2 separate regions of the Zea mays genome follow, and region 2 is linked to region 1. Evidence: chromatin contacts called from public Hi-C data. All regions are on one chromosome and are shown on one strand. The core of a region is the stretch at or near the end of the contact, and the rest is flanking DNA. Distances in the headings are between cores, read along the strand shown.

Evidence for each region. Hi-C and Micro-C count contacts between places; a contact is called where the count stands out from the background.
Region 2: a Hi-C map of ear shows a contact between it and region 1, with 2.9 times the contacts expected there. The contact joins the promoter of LOC100283382 here to the promoter of LOC100273206 in region 1. A contact is called at or near these places in 5 of 25 Hi-C or Micro-C datasets (bundle sheath, ear, leaf and 1 more).

What each region holds. Positions count from the first base shown.
Region 1 is chr5:48,605,177-48,611,817 of Zm-B73-REFERENCE-NAM-5.0, reverse strand. It overlaps LOC100273206, which reads left to right and starts at 4,506. Exons shown (of 2, transcript NM_001147649.1): 1 at 4,506-4,789; 2 at 4,897-5,652. The coding sequence starts at 4,606. The coding sequence ends at 5,522. It overlaps LOC100286083 (40S ribosomal protein S14), which reads right to left. Exons shown (of 5, transcript NM_001414390.1): 3 at 6,543-6,628; 4 at 6,237-6,366; 5 at 5,573-6,101. The coding sequence starts at 6,623. The coding sequence ends at 5,992.
Region 2 is chr5:49,265,421-49,272,420 of Zm-B73-REFERENCE-NAM-5.0, reverse strand. It overlaps LOC100283382 (peroxidase 39), which reads right to left and starts at 2,658. Exons shown (of 4, transcript NM_001156283.2): 1 at 2,332-2,658; 2 at 2,017-2,208; 3 at 1,755-1,917; 4 at 1-55. The coding sequence starts at 2,538.

The DNA.
Region 1 (6,641 bases), core at 3,257-5,756:
CGCACAGCCTAGAGAAGTCCAGGCCAACATTCAGACCGCCTTCCTCCTCGGAGTCAAGACATCTGAAGGGGAAAGGAAGACCAGTGTACAAGCTAGTGATGGAGCTGGTGTCAAAGCTTGGCTGGAAAGGGATGGGGTTGAACACAGATGGTTCTCCCCCAGCCCTTAACATGTCCTGCCAAGGAGTGACTGGCTCCTCCCAACCCACAGGTGGGAGGGCCGGTGTGGTTGGCACATCCTGCCTAATGGCGTGAGGAGTTGGTACTTCCCATGCCGAAGGAGGAGGCACCAGGAGAGTTGATACGGGGGATGCCCGTGCCGCTGGTGGTACTCTGGGTGTGATACTGATGTTGGCTAGGTCCCTCGTAAGGAAGTCTGCATCATCAGTCAGCCTGGGAGCTTCACCAAGACACGGGGTGCCATGGGTGGCACGATTGCGGTTGTTCCGTCTCTGCCTCCTACGATGAGGAGGACGGGAACATGCGCTCAGATGCTCCAGACTGTCAGCCAGGGGGCTAGCCGGGAGGAGCACCATGTCATACTCGATCCCAAGGGACATGAACTCTAGGCTCCCGAACCTGATCACCGTTCTGAGCCTCAAAGGGTGATGAAAGTTTGCCATCTGGAGTCCTAATGGTGAAGGTGTTGCACGCGACTGGCCTGTACATGGCGCGCCAACTGTCAGTGTTTGGACTCGTGGTCCTAACCCACTAGTGTAATGATGTCGCGTGCCCTAGATCTAGATGGTGATGCGAGTTGACATAAGCGATTTATCCTGGTTCGGGCTATGCAAGGCCCTACTTCCAGCAGAAGGGGATGAAACTTATATTCACCTGAGTACTTGTAGTAGGGGTTACAAGCTGAGCGGGAGAGGGAAGGCCCCAAGTCCCTGAATATGATTGAGGCAAGTGCCAATACCGAACGCTAGGGGAAGACTCTGAAGTGTTCGCCTATCCTTTAGAGGAGTCACAAACTACGCTATTTATACACCTAGGGGGTGCATGACATTGTGGCCGGGGACTGCCTTACTGCTGAGGGAAGCGTCTTTGTGTCCTGTGGACAGCATGGCCTTGTACTTCATCTTTGACTTGAGTCTGTTGGTTTCCCGCTAAGAGCCGAGGCTGAGGTTGAGGGTTTGGCCACGTACCCGAGCCCCCTAGGGGAGGGGTTGCTCATACCGTAGTGGTTGTCACAGGGCTTAGGTATGGGAAAAAGTTGTTTACGGGATGTGGCAGCGCTTCTGTATCCGATGACATTGGGGTGTCCTTTGCTGCAGATATCGAGACCGGAGCCGAGCTCGGGCGAGGCAGAGGTCTGCCCGAGGTCATGGCTGAAACCTTTTTGACATACGCCATAGTCGACGGAGTGGCCTCCTGCGGGATTCGTGGTGGAGCAGGTAGTCGAGGTCGAGCTCGGGCGAGGCGGGATTTGTATCCGGCGAGCTTGGTGTCAGGCGAGGTGGAGTTGACGCCCGAGGGCTGGTCCGCCCTTCTGTCGTATTACCTGTCCCATCAGGGGCTAGCAAACGGCGTGCGTGTACAGTGGAGCATGCGTAATCACGCTGGTGAATCTTTGACAAGACCTCAGTCTTGTTGCCATTGTACACCTGTAGCGCTGGGCCGGGTAGGTATGCGCATTAAATGCAGCTATCCCCCATTGGTCTTCGGGCACGCCTTGTCCTTATCGCCTGACATGGGTTCGGGCGAGGCAGACATGGCGGCCCTATGGCGAGGGAGCCTCGGGCGAGGCAGAGATGCTCCTGAGCATGTGACCTATTCGGAACCGAGCTCGGGTGAGTCGAAGATTTCGGAAGACCCTCGTGGGGGGGGGGGGGGGGGGTCGGTCGGGACGGAGTTTTGGGGAAGGCCCTCAATGGAGTTCTCGGGAGATGTACGTGGGTAGAGTTCTTTAAGCGTGTTTTAAGGGCGTAATCCTGGTGTCAATAATTATTGTCCCCAACAACATGTGTATGAGTCATCTCACCTAATGGCATTAAGCCATGAGGTCTCCTCTTATTAGTATAACTATTTATCTTAAATATGATCATGCACTCTATTACATTTTTATTGGTGAAATAAAATATTCTAACTTATACCTTTATTTTATGTCTTTCCACAAGTCTTGACCTCCTAGATCCAACAACTTTAGACTCCTCTTTTTGCCATGCATAATGCATTATACTATAAGTCTTTGTTTCTATAGCATCGATGACCTTTTCGGATCCAACAACATGCGAGACACTTTTCTTTCATAACTTTGCCAATCTGCATCCTTGTGGACAGTTGCTCATCTTTTTGGACTTTTACTTGTCTCTTGCATACCACTGAGAAAATAGGTTAGTCAACCTAGCTGCTAGAATTACCAAAACCACACATACCTTTTAGCTGTAAAATTCTTAGAGCATCTCCAAGAGACTTTTTATTTTTGACTATATATTTGACTCTATATTTGTCTTTCTATAAAGATTAAACTCTATATATAACATTTCATTCCAATAGACTCTCCAACATGCAAGCGAGAGTTGCTAGCCAAATTTGGCTAGTGAGAGAGTTAATTTAGAAAGTCGAATAATTTGGCAAGTTAAATGGCTAGTCTGTTAGAGAGCTATTTTGCAATTAAATAGCTAAAATTTAGCTTGACAAGCTATTTAACTAGCCTCTTGGAGATGCTCTTATAAGTTGAAAAGCTAAAATAATTCATAATCCAAAATGGAGAGAGTAGTATTTTTGAGGCAATGGGTGCACTAGTTTTGGGCGCAGCCCGGGCCAGGCTTTGCGTATTTTAGCGCTATTCTGGGCCTCTCGATGTGATCCCGGGCTGCTTACAGCTGTGAAGCAAAAAAGTAAGGAAAGCGCATCAGTGCCCTGTTGGGCTTTCCGTGGCACGTTATTCAGAGACTGACGACTCGCATTACTTCTGCTGCAGTCCTGATGCAGATTTCGAGCAACCAGCGCGACTGGCGTGATGCCGCCGCCGATGGGCGGTCTGCGCCGACAGCAGCTCGGGCCAGGACGCAACTGCGAATGGAGGCGGGCCCGTGATCATGAAGAAGGCGGCGAGGCCGAAGAAAGCCTCCCGGGCGCCGTCGCCCGCCGGCTTGTACACGGCGTCGTTCCCCAAGACGTGAGGGTGCGGCGGCCACTCCGTCGAGCTGCACGTTCCACTCCGCCCTGCAAACCGCCTGATACGATATGGCACAGGTTCACAGCAGCAGCTGCAGGACGCCTCCCTCCCTGGCTCCGCCAAAGCCGTGTGTTTTGTACACGCACGAATGCATGGCACGGCTTTCTTTCTTGTAACGGGCTTCTCTGTTCGATTCGGGGCTCGCTATTACTACGGAGCCTGCTTCGGTTTCATCAGGAAAAGAAAAGAAAAAATGACTGGAGTCGGATGAAGAGCGACTTCTGAGTTTGTATTCGAGTTTGGGCAATTTTTTTGTTCGCTGAATGGTTGTGGTTTCTGCTAATCAACTGATCGAGCTGTCGGCACGCCAACAACCACCGAGGGCAAGAAGACGTCAACTCAAGCCAGCCACCCCGTCGGTTCCGTTCGGACTGAACGACCAACACATACGACTGGTGGTGTGTGACTGAGCTTTGCGAGAGCAGCACGTCGGACAAATCACTCGTCTGAGTCGCCTCTTCGTCCGTCCGTTCAGAGATTTTGGCCTGCACTGCACAAAGAAGTAACCATTCTGATGCCGCCCGAGAGACTCTTCTCTTTCTTTCCTTCCACGGTCTCGGTCACATGTGGCGGGGCAGAGTGGCAAGAAAGGTCCTCTCCGTCTCCGGCGCCTCCACCACACCGGTGGCCCAATCTTGTCTCGTGGCTCCGCGTGCAGGCCCCAGGTGGAGGTGGAGCTCCTCCGTTTTCCTGGCGGCCAGGTCAAGTCACGAATAACTTCTCCAACACGGTCGCAGAACCAGGATCCGCTGTCACTCAAGACCCATCCCATACAAAAGTTTATATATAGAATAACTGATATACTGTATCGCGGGTCGCTACCGTCTTCAATTGTGCTATGTCCTGATGATGATCTGTCGATGGATGGGACGAGCTCAATTCCTTGTTTTCCTCTGCGTTGCTTGGTTGGTTTCCCGGGGCCGTGGATGCATCCGATTGGAACGCGAGCATGGAGCTTTCCAGGCACTGCCATGTGTGTGTGCGCAGCGTCCTGTAGGCACGGATCATACGCTCCTCTGAACCCGAAAGCGACGGTGGCAACGTCGAGTCGATCGACGCGCATCCGCACAGCGGTGCGTCCAGATCCAGACGCGTGCGTATGTTGCGATGCCTCCGGTGAGTCACGTGGAGACAGAGGCGGTGCGTCAGTGCGTGTTACCAGACCAGGTGCTCACCATGGGCGTGTTGCTATTGCTATTGGTAATACCTTGCATGCTTGAAGCAACGAACCTGACACCGTGTAAAGGCCCGCGGCGTCGACGCGTCACGACCTACAAATACCCAGTCGTCCCTCCCCTGCACTCCAGACTCCAGAGTCCAACCGCACACGGCACAGACCCGTTTCGCCTCTTCGACCGCGACTCCCTCCGACCGAGCTGCAGTGCGCGTGCTGCCTGCCTTCCACTGTTCCTGCTTCCAGACATGGCGGCGAGGCCGGTCGCTCTGGCTCTGCCGCTGCTGGCCCTCGTCTGCGCCCTGGCAGCGTCGGCCGACGCGACGCAGTTCAGGGTGGGCGGGCAGAGTGGGTGGAGCGTGCCGGGCGCCGGCTCCGAGCCCTACAACACCTGGGCGGGGCGACTCCGGTTCCAGATCGGCGACCAGCTGCGTAAGTAGGAGTAGTCGCCACCGCGCGCCGCGTCACCTGCTGCTGCTCATCTTGGTCGTCGTCGCTGGTGCATGGTGATGACGAGTTCTTTGCGTGAGCGTGTGCAGTGTTCGTGTACCCCAAGGAGACGGACTCCGTGCTCCTGGTGGACGCCGCCGCCTACAACGCCTGCAACACCTCGTCCTACGTCTCCAGGTTCGACGACGGCAGCACGGTGTTCACGTTCGACCGCTCGGGGGCCTTCTTCTTCGTCAGCGGCAACGAGGCCAGCTGCCGTGCCAACGAGAAGCTCATCGTCGTCGTCCTCGCCGACCGCTCCGGCAGCCGCACCCCGACGCCATCATCCGCGCCGCTGCCGAGCCCGCCCTCGCCTCCTGCTGCTGCCCCCGCACCTGCGACGAGCCCATCCTCGTCGCCACCCTCGTCCGCTGCTCCCGCAGCCACCCCCACCTCGCCGACGTCCCCAGCTTTAGCTCCGGCGCCTGCCCCCACGACAACCCCTAGCTCGCCACCGGCGCCCGTTCCCACGACAACTCCTAGCTCGCCACCGGCGCCGACTCCGACAACACCAGCAGGAGGAGGCTCCCCACCGCCAACCGCTTCCGCCAGCGCGCCGGCCGCTGAGGGCGGCAGCTCCACAACGCCGCCACAGCCTTCCACGGCTGCCCCCGTTGTCGCGGGCTTCGTCGGCTCGCTCGGCGCCTTCATCGGTTTCGCCATGCTTGCCGCATGAGACCCACGTGTCGTGCTCTTTTCTTTTGCCAGTGAAGAGGGATCATTTGTACAATTGTACTAGCATTCGCATTTGTTCAAATATTTGTGGAATATAATAAACAAATACATGCACGATTGCTTTTGGTTGTATATCGCTTCTCCCTTGCCGCAATCTTTATTGAGATGCTCAATACAGGCAAACGGCCACATCTTCAGAAACTAGAAAGTAATCCTCGACGACGCAATTACCACACGATCATCACCCGATGCTAAAATTTAACACTCAGAACGAATGTTCTGGGGTCAGCAAGATATAAGCAAAACAGCGCAATTAAGCTAACGGGAACCCACGTTTATAAGTGAAAATGCATATCTAGAAGATAAATATGACAACTCAATTCCTCAACCACGGTAAATGGTCATCAACATATAGCAAAATCAAAGCTCCTCTTGACAAGCATAGAAACAGCAACACTATCCAGAGAGGACTAGCTGCTTGATGGCCACCTCCAAGAGATGTCAAATACGCCTACAGCCTCCTTCCCCTTCCTACCACCCTTTCTGCGGATGCTGTCAGTGGGAACAGGGGTAACGTTCTCTGCACATAATGCAAATGCTGCATTAGTCTAGAGAAACACAAGCATTATGTTATTTGTTATTTGTTGTGACAATTGATGCAACCTCAGTGAAGATAACCAGTACAGTTGGTCCATGGAAGATTCAGAATTCTTACCAATGCGTCCAATTTTCATCCCAGAACGAGCAAGAGCCCTGAGAGCAGACTGAGCACCAGGTCCAGGGGTCTTGATCTTGTTGCCTCCAATGGCACGAAGCTTAATGTTCAGTGCAGTAATACCAAGCTCCTGAAGACAAAAGATCAGCTCACAAATTACTCATCTGGATACAGCAACTCTAAAGAATCCCTACATAATCTGATGCTTCTATTTAATTAAACAAACATCTTTGGAATACACAGGCGAACCAATGAACGATTGCAGTAGAACCTTCGTAATGAAATTCTTGGCTTCATTACACATACCTTGCAACGCTGTGCAGCATCTTGAGCAGCAAGCATAGCAGCATAAGGTAACGACTCATCACGATCAGCCTTGACCTTCATCGCACCTACATGATTTAT
Region 2 (7,000 bases), core at 1,409-3,908, 660 kb before region 1:
TTGTACAGGCGCTCGCTGAAGGAGTTGCATTGGGAGATGCCGATCGTGTGAGCCCCTGCACGTACACACGCGAGAAGTGATTAGGAATGCCTGTGAACTGTTCAGTGTGTGTGTGTGTGTGGTTTTTTTGGAGCTATTCAGGTACGTATTTTAAGGCACCATCAACGGATCGAGGGCATGTTCTACGAAAAGGACTACTATTTCAGAAGTATCGCTCTGGACTTCTGGAGTCTGCATGCACAATAAAGGCTCGTCTTCTATGATAGATTGGAATATAGACCGAGGCAGCAGTTGGCAGCAGCGAGCATGTCTGCATCAGAAGAGGTTGCCGTTTAATGTCACGCACGCACATACGAGAAATGGAAGCCCATCGGTGGCCCAAACAAGTCTCGTCCTCAAATGATGAAGAGTATACGCATTATTATTATTCAGATTCCAAGTTCTCCTCCACGTGTCATCACTCATCAGTCTCTTCTTTTACTTTCAGCAAGACGGCCTGCTCTGAAGGATGATGAAAGTTAAGCCTGCCTGGGACGTAATAAGGTCAGATACACTCTCTGTCCGTTATCCTCAAAAGTGGTTCCTTACACAAATTTATCTTATCTCTGCCGTACTGAATCATTTCCTGGGTACCAAACTCCGGCTGCATCCATTAGATGCTAACTACTAACATGCTGTGTCTCTCCTCAAGGACGATGTGCAGCTGTCGGCTAGCTACTCTACTCGGCTCAGCGCCTGTGCCTGACACTACTGCACTAACCCGAAGACTGAAAGATGAGGAGACAACAGACTTGCAGTTGCCCAATTTAATCGCCTCCATTTCTGTTGGCTACGGATTCACTCTAGTTATTAGTCTATCTAGAAAGACAGAACTATGCTTCCTAACGCTGATTCGTGCATGCACGCACCGTCAATAAATACTGTTAGGTGCTCAACTTTTGCCTTTTAGATGTCGACTTGACCCACAGTACGAACTTTGTCTTTTATATGGTAGATAGCTCTGACGGACAAATGGATGCCATTATTCAGTAACGCGTGCTATTCCCTTTGTTCTAAATCAAAAAAGTTTTTTTCCTGACTTTTTAAAACTTATAGCTTTTGCTACATGCTAGTACGTCGCTAAATACATATTATGTCTAGATATATAGTAAAAAATTAGAAATTTAGAAATCTTAAACTATCTTATAATTAAAAAAATAAAACCTATAAAGTTAGAATATAACTTATACTTTATAATTTTAGAATATAGCTTATAATTTGGAACGGAGAAGACAGCAGTACTTCTACCTAGCAGGGCCGCTCTGTGCATGTTCAGGTTGTCTGTCCAATCCGGCTATGACAGCGAACTAACTGCTACTAAAACGTTCTAGGCTCCTGCTGTTTGTCCAGTTATTTTCTCAAATCATAAAACAGTTTGTCACGACTCACGAGGCTACCAGTCCTCTAGCACAATCATAGCAGTGGTACTGCTTATGCCAGCCTGACCAAACAAATGATTGACCCAGCGAAAGCGAAAGTAGCAGCACTGGGTGTCGGTGCCGTTGGAATGTTTAATAAACTCGCAAGCGTGGCTTGTAATCATAGGACTAGTCAGACCTGTCACTGCCTAATATCTGTCTAGTTCTTCCTTGGCATGTAAATTAAGCTGATTGATTGACAGGTGAAAAGATAATCTTCTTCTTCTTCTGCTCAGAACGGTGTGGCGTCAACGGATCATGGAGGGGGTCAGGTGTTTGGTTTGGGGAAGTACGTACCTGAGAGCCAGACGAGGTCGGCGAGGTTGAGGCTCTTGTTCTGGAAGGACTGGAGGAGTTGGGTGAAGTTCATGGTGGGCGCGGGGATCTGGTCCAGCGCCTCCTGCTTGATGGACACGGTGCCGTCGCGCCTCCCCGTCGGCACGCTCCAGAACGGACCGCCCTGCATGCATGCGCGTTCGACCGGTTTATATATAGGTTTTGCCGGCTTAGGAAGCGCAGATGCATGGGGTGGGGGGGGGACTCGATCAGGAGCACTGACGATGACGCCGACGGAGTCGCGGGCGGCGAGCGCGACGATGTCGGCGCAGGACACCACGCCGGGGCACTCCTTCTCGAGCAGCGCCTTGATGCGGTCGATGAAGCCGAAGCCGCGCAGCGTCAGGTTGGGCGCCGCGTCCTTCTCCGCCTCGCTGCCGCCCGTCGCGTTGAGCAGCACTGACGCGTCGCAGCCCTGCGTGCAACGGCGGGAGCGCATGGCGCGGTCAGTCATCGTCGGCATCGGCATATCGGGCATTCGTCGCCGCGCACGCAGCTAGCGGCTAGCGCCTTGTTTGCTAACTCCTATAGTACGTACCCTGACGAAGCAGTCGTGGAAGTGGGTGCGGAGCAGGGTGGAGGCGACGTCGGGCGCGTGGGGGATGTGCGCCTTCACGTAGTCCTTGACGATCTTCTCCGCCTGTGGGCAGGAGTAGTCGTAGAACCCCTCCTTGAGCTGCGCCCGCGCGCCGCCGGCGAGGGCGGCGGCCACCAGCAGCGCCGCCAGCACCGTCCTTCTCACCATCGTCGCTCCGATGGACTGCTAGTGCTAGCTGCTGCTGGGTACGTACTACGCCTGCAATGCAAGCTGCTTCTCGGCCGTGTCAGCTAGCTGCGAGTCTCGTCCTGTCGGTCTCGAGCTCTTGCTGTGCCGAGCCGGGTGCTGGGCTATAAATACACAGTGCCTGCCAGCAAGGCACGGTGACGACGTCGACGTGTGCGCTGGCTACTGGCTAGTCCGGTAGTGGGGTTCGGTTGTCGCTAGCTAGCTACCCTGCTTTGCGCAGCGAGTTGGATATCCGAACGACGAGTCGGTAGGGAACTGAGGAGCGGACGACGCGGTCTCCGTCTCTCGGAACGGCCGACGAGTCGGTAGGGAAATGGGGTCTAATCTAACCACCCGCCGACCTGCGTATATGGTCGGTAGAGCGGCTAGCCCAGTTCGATCGTATCGTATGTATGTATGGTACGGTCGATGTACGTACGCAACTGGGCCGCCGGCCACGCACGCTTCTGCTACCTGCATGCAGCGCAAATGGAGCACGACGACGACGCGACGGGAGTAAAGGGCCGGCCTTGCCGGCGGCATGCATGTCAGCGGCAGCGCCAGGGGCGGTGTTCGCTCCATGTGTCATACGTCAAGCGTAGGTGGATGTACGCGTGGACTCTCGTCGACAGTACTGTACGCCAACTTGGTACTCCGGCCCTCGCCCGTCGTCAATCGTCTGGGAAAATAAAAAGAATCAGGCACCGCACGCCATTGGTACGACGTACTACTACTACTACACAACGCCATTTGTAGCTAGGCTTCTTCAGTTGAACGGAAATGGAGCGAAAAGCCGTCTCGGCTTTCCATGTCCATGCTCGCAACGGACCCACGGATTGAGATCGGACAGCAGAATCTCGCGGTGCGCCGGTAGGGTGTACTAGAACAGCGGAGAAGAGGGCATCATGAGGAGGTGGGTTTCTTCAGGCTTTCGAGCTCCTCTTTCCTTCCTATTCGCCCATGAGTCCAAGTAGGGCTGGAAAAAAAGCTCGAGGCTCGCGAGCCGGCTCGGGCTCGATCAGGCTCGGCTCGGCTCGGTGAGGCTCGCGAGCCTAAACGAGTCCGAGCCGAGCCTAATTCCGTGGCTCGCTACACTAACGAGCCGAGCCGAGCCGGCTCGGTGAGGCTCGCGAGCCGGCTCGAGGCTCGGTCCAAACTACTTCTTACTCGTATCTTCGTTGACCAATGTGTAAGTGTGCTGTTTTGGTCACAACTCACAAGGAACTAGAGTGTCGGGATATATTTTTTTTATTATATGGAACATATTATGCTTCAAATTTGAGTTAATGACTATATTTACTGTTGTTGAGTACTTGAGTGTACAGGCTCGCGAGCCGAGCCGAGCCGGCTCGCGAGCCTATATCGAGCCGAGCCGAGCCTCGTTACCGAGCTCGCTAAGTGACCGAGCCGAGCCTGGCTCGGCTCGCTATTCCACCGAGCCTCACCGAGCCGAGCCGAGCCTGGCTCGGCTCGGCTCGTTTCCAGCCCTAAGTCCAAGAAGTGTGCGAGAGGGAGGAAGCGAGGCACCCCCCCACTTCCACATGCGCACAAGGAACAAATTAGAGCCGGCCCTACCAGCCATTCATCACAGCCGTGGCGGCAAACCTGTGGCTGAGCAGTGCTGGAGGGTGGAGCTGGACACGTCTCTGCACGAACTTGTCCCCTGCATCTTCTGGGACCACCACCCGGAGTACTACTGCCGCATCACGCTGCTCACTCCGTTGTTCACTTTGTTTTGTTTTTCTGCTGCTGCTGCTGTCACCACCACCATGAGTCCATGAACTGCAGTTTAATTAGTTGCCAGCAACTGCAATTATATTGGTCTCTCTGCAGCAGCGAGCAGGACGAGTGAGTACAACACACTAGATGCATTGTGCCACATGGCCCGCGGCGGCTTCTCCCTGCGTACATGTATCAGTATCAGTAGGTACGTTGTTGGCCCACGCATGGCTACCTACCGCTTAAGAAACCATCCTGAAAGCAGAGGCTAGCTAGCAGCAAGCAGGAATCCCAGTGATGGCAAGCGACATACGCAACTCCAACGCTCCCTTCCCTTTATCTTTTCCTTCCCTTCCCTGTTGCAGACGCTGCGCTCGCGCGTGGACTCGTTCGTCGGTTCGTGGCCATACCGAACAATCTGAACCATACGGAGATGAGCAAGCATGATCTCCAAAACCGAAAGGGTGCAGGGGTGGTTAGGGCGCGTGTCGCTGCTCACCAAATACACATGTTTCTAGCTCTTGGGTCCTGGTCCTCGGCCCCCTTTCGAGTCTCGTCGGCTCACCGACAGCTTACCACTGATGGCTACGATCGAGTGGATCGCGCGCCTTGACAAGCCTGCTGGTTGTTGTCACCAGAACTGTTTCCATTCATATACGTATTAATTAGGGTTTTTTAAATTGGTGCTCTTAGTTTTGGTGGTGTGCTCACCTATATCCTTAGTCGTGTTTTTTGTTTAGACTGTGTCCTTCTGTACTATAAGGGTATGCAAGACGAAGTAGACTACCCGACCATCTCTCAGTTTGCTTTTCACCGTATCCCTAGACTCGGAATCACACTGACTTTTCGCAGTTTTCACGGGCTTTCCATTCCATCGGTGTGTGTCTGCTGCGAGATAGGATGAACTGTGAAGCTGAGGCAATCCTCGCAGCCTTTTAGTATTTGCTTTCCTCCCTGGTCCACAGCCACTGCTACTCTACTAGGCTAGTGCACAGCCTAAGCATGCATCATGCATGCATGGCTCTTTCAGCTTTAATTAGGGCTGGATATCGAGCTAGCTCGGCTCGGCTCGTTCGAGCTCGAGCTGGCTCGTTAAGCTAATGAGCTGGCTCCACTCGGCTCGTTAAGGTAGCGAGCCACAGAGTCAGCTCGGCTCGACTCGTTTACGAGCTCGAGCTGGCTCGTTTAGCTCGCGAGCCAGAGCAGAAAAAAATAATATGTGTATAATAATCAATTTCTAGTTAATTTCAAACTAATTTAAAACAGAAAATAGTAATTATACTTATAGTTTCACAGACCATATCAATATAACACCAAATTAACACAACTCATCACTCATCAATTCACTATTCACACACATATTCAGCAGTTTAACCCACACTTATATTCGTATAGACCAATTTCATACATAGACATAATTCATCAATCATTAGTTTAACTTATAGGTTATACACACCACACATACATATAACATATTCATCAATTGTTACGTAAATGATATGTATATAGTTTTGTTTTGCTGAAATGTGATAGCTCGTTTAGCTCACGAGCTGGCTCGTTAACAAACCGAGCTGGCTCGTTAACGAACCGAGCTAGGATGTCAGCTCAACTCGCGAAAAAATTCAAACGAGCCGATCCGAGCCGAGCCGAGCTGGCCACGAACCGAGCGAGCCGACGAGCCGCGAGCATTTTGTCCAGCCCTAGCTTTAATTTCCTCGAACCAAGATCTTTTGGAATAACGTGTGCCCGGAGGATCAGATGGTCTCGTTGATGGGGGGTTACAAGCAATTCCGATCGACCTAGGAAGTACTGTACTTTTGTTTTCCCCAAGATGAGCAGCGCAGAGCCTACAAACAAACAAGAAGCTGCAAGCTTATCCCGCGGTGGCGGTGCTTCTCAGCACGGGGTTAGCTTGATCATGTAGATCAGGACCGGTCTGCACATTCGTCCCGATTGCTCAGCATGCATCGAAAAAACTCGATTTGTCGTCCCACCCATACGTAGCGACACCGTAGCTCATGTGAGAAATGACCGCGACCAAGACAGACTCTTACACTTATGTTTTTGGCGTGAGATAAACAAGGAGATTTTTTAACCATAACTTGAAATTCGCTCCAACGAAGAGTCAAGCTCATGATATGAAGAGTGATATTAAGACCATCTAAACAACTCGGCTAGAGGTCCTTTCACTCAACATCTTGGCCGGCATGATGTGTGTGCATGCTCATCACTCATATTGGCTAGCTTTCTATTGCAACACTTTCTCTTTTTTTTTTCTCTAGGCAGTACGTGGCCGATCATACGTACAGCCTTGAGCCCATGACATACACCCTGTCAAGCGCATGGAATGGAATCGAATGGAAGCCATATATAATAGCAGGTTAAGCAGAATGTTTACTGAAGAAAGTCTTCGTGCTACCAGCTGATTCCAGCTCAAGTAGTTGGCACTCGGCAGGCAATGGTCCTGATGATGAATGGGATAATATTATTGAGGCACGCATATAACATTACACTATATCATGCCTAACAATATGCACTAATAGTTGACCCACTCAATCAGAGCAACCATATACCATTTTAATTACCATGCCTCTTTTTAAGAACATTGTTATAGCTGAGTTGACGTAAGTATATATATGCGGCATATACATGTCTGTGGCGAATGGAAAATGGTATTGTACCTTTAAAAAAAGCATCTTGAACTCTCCATTACTTGGAGCAA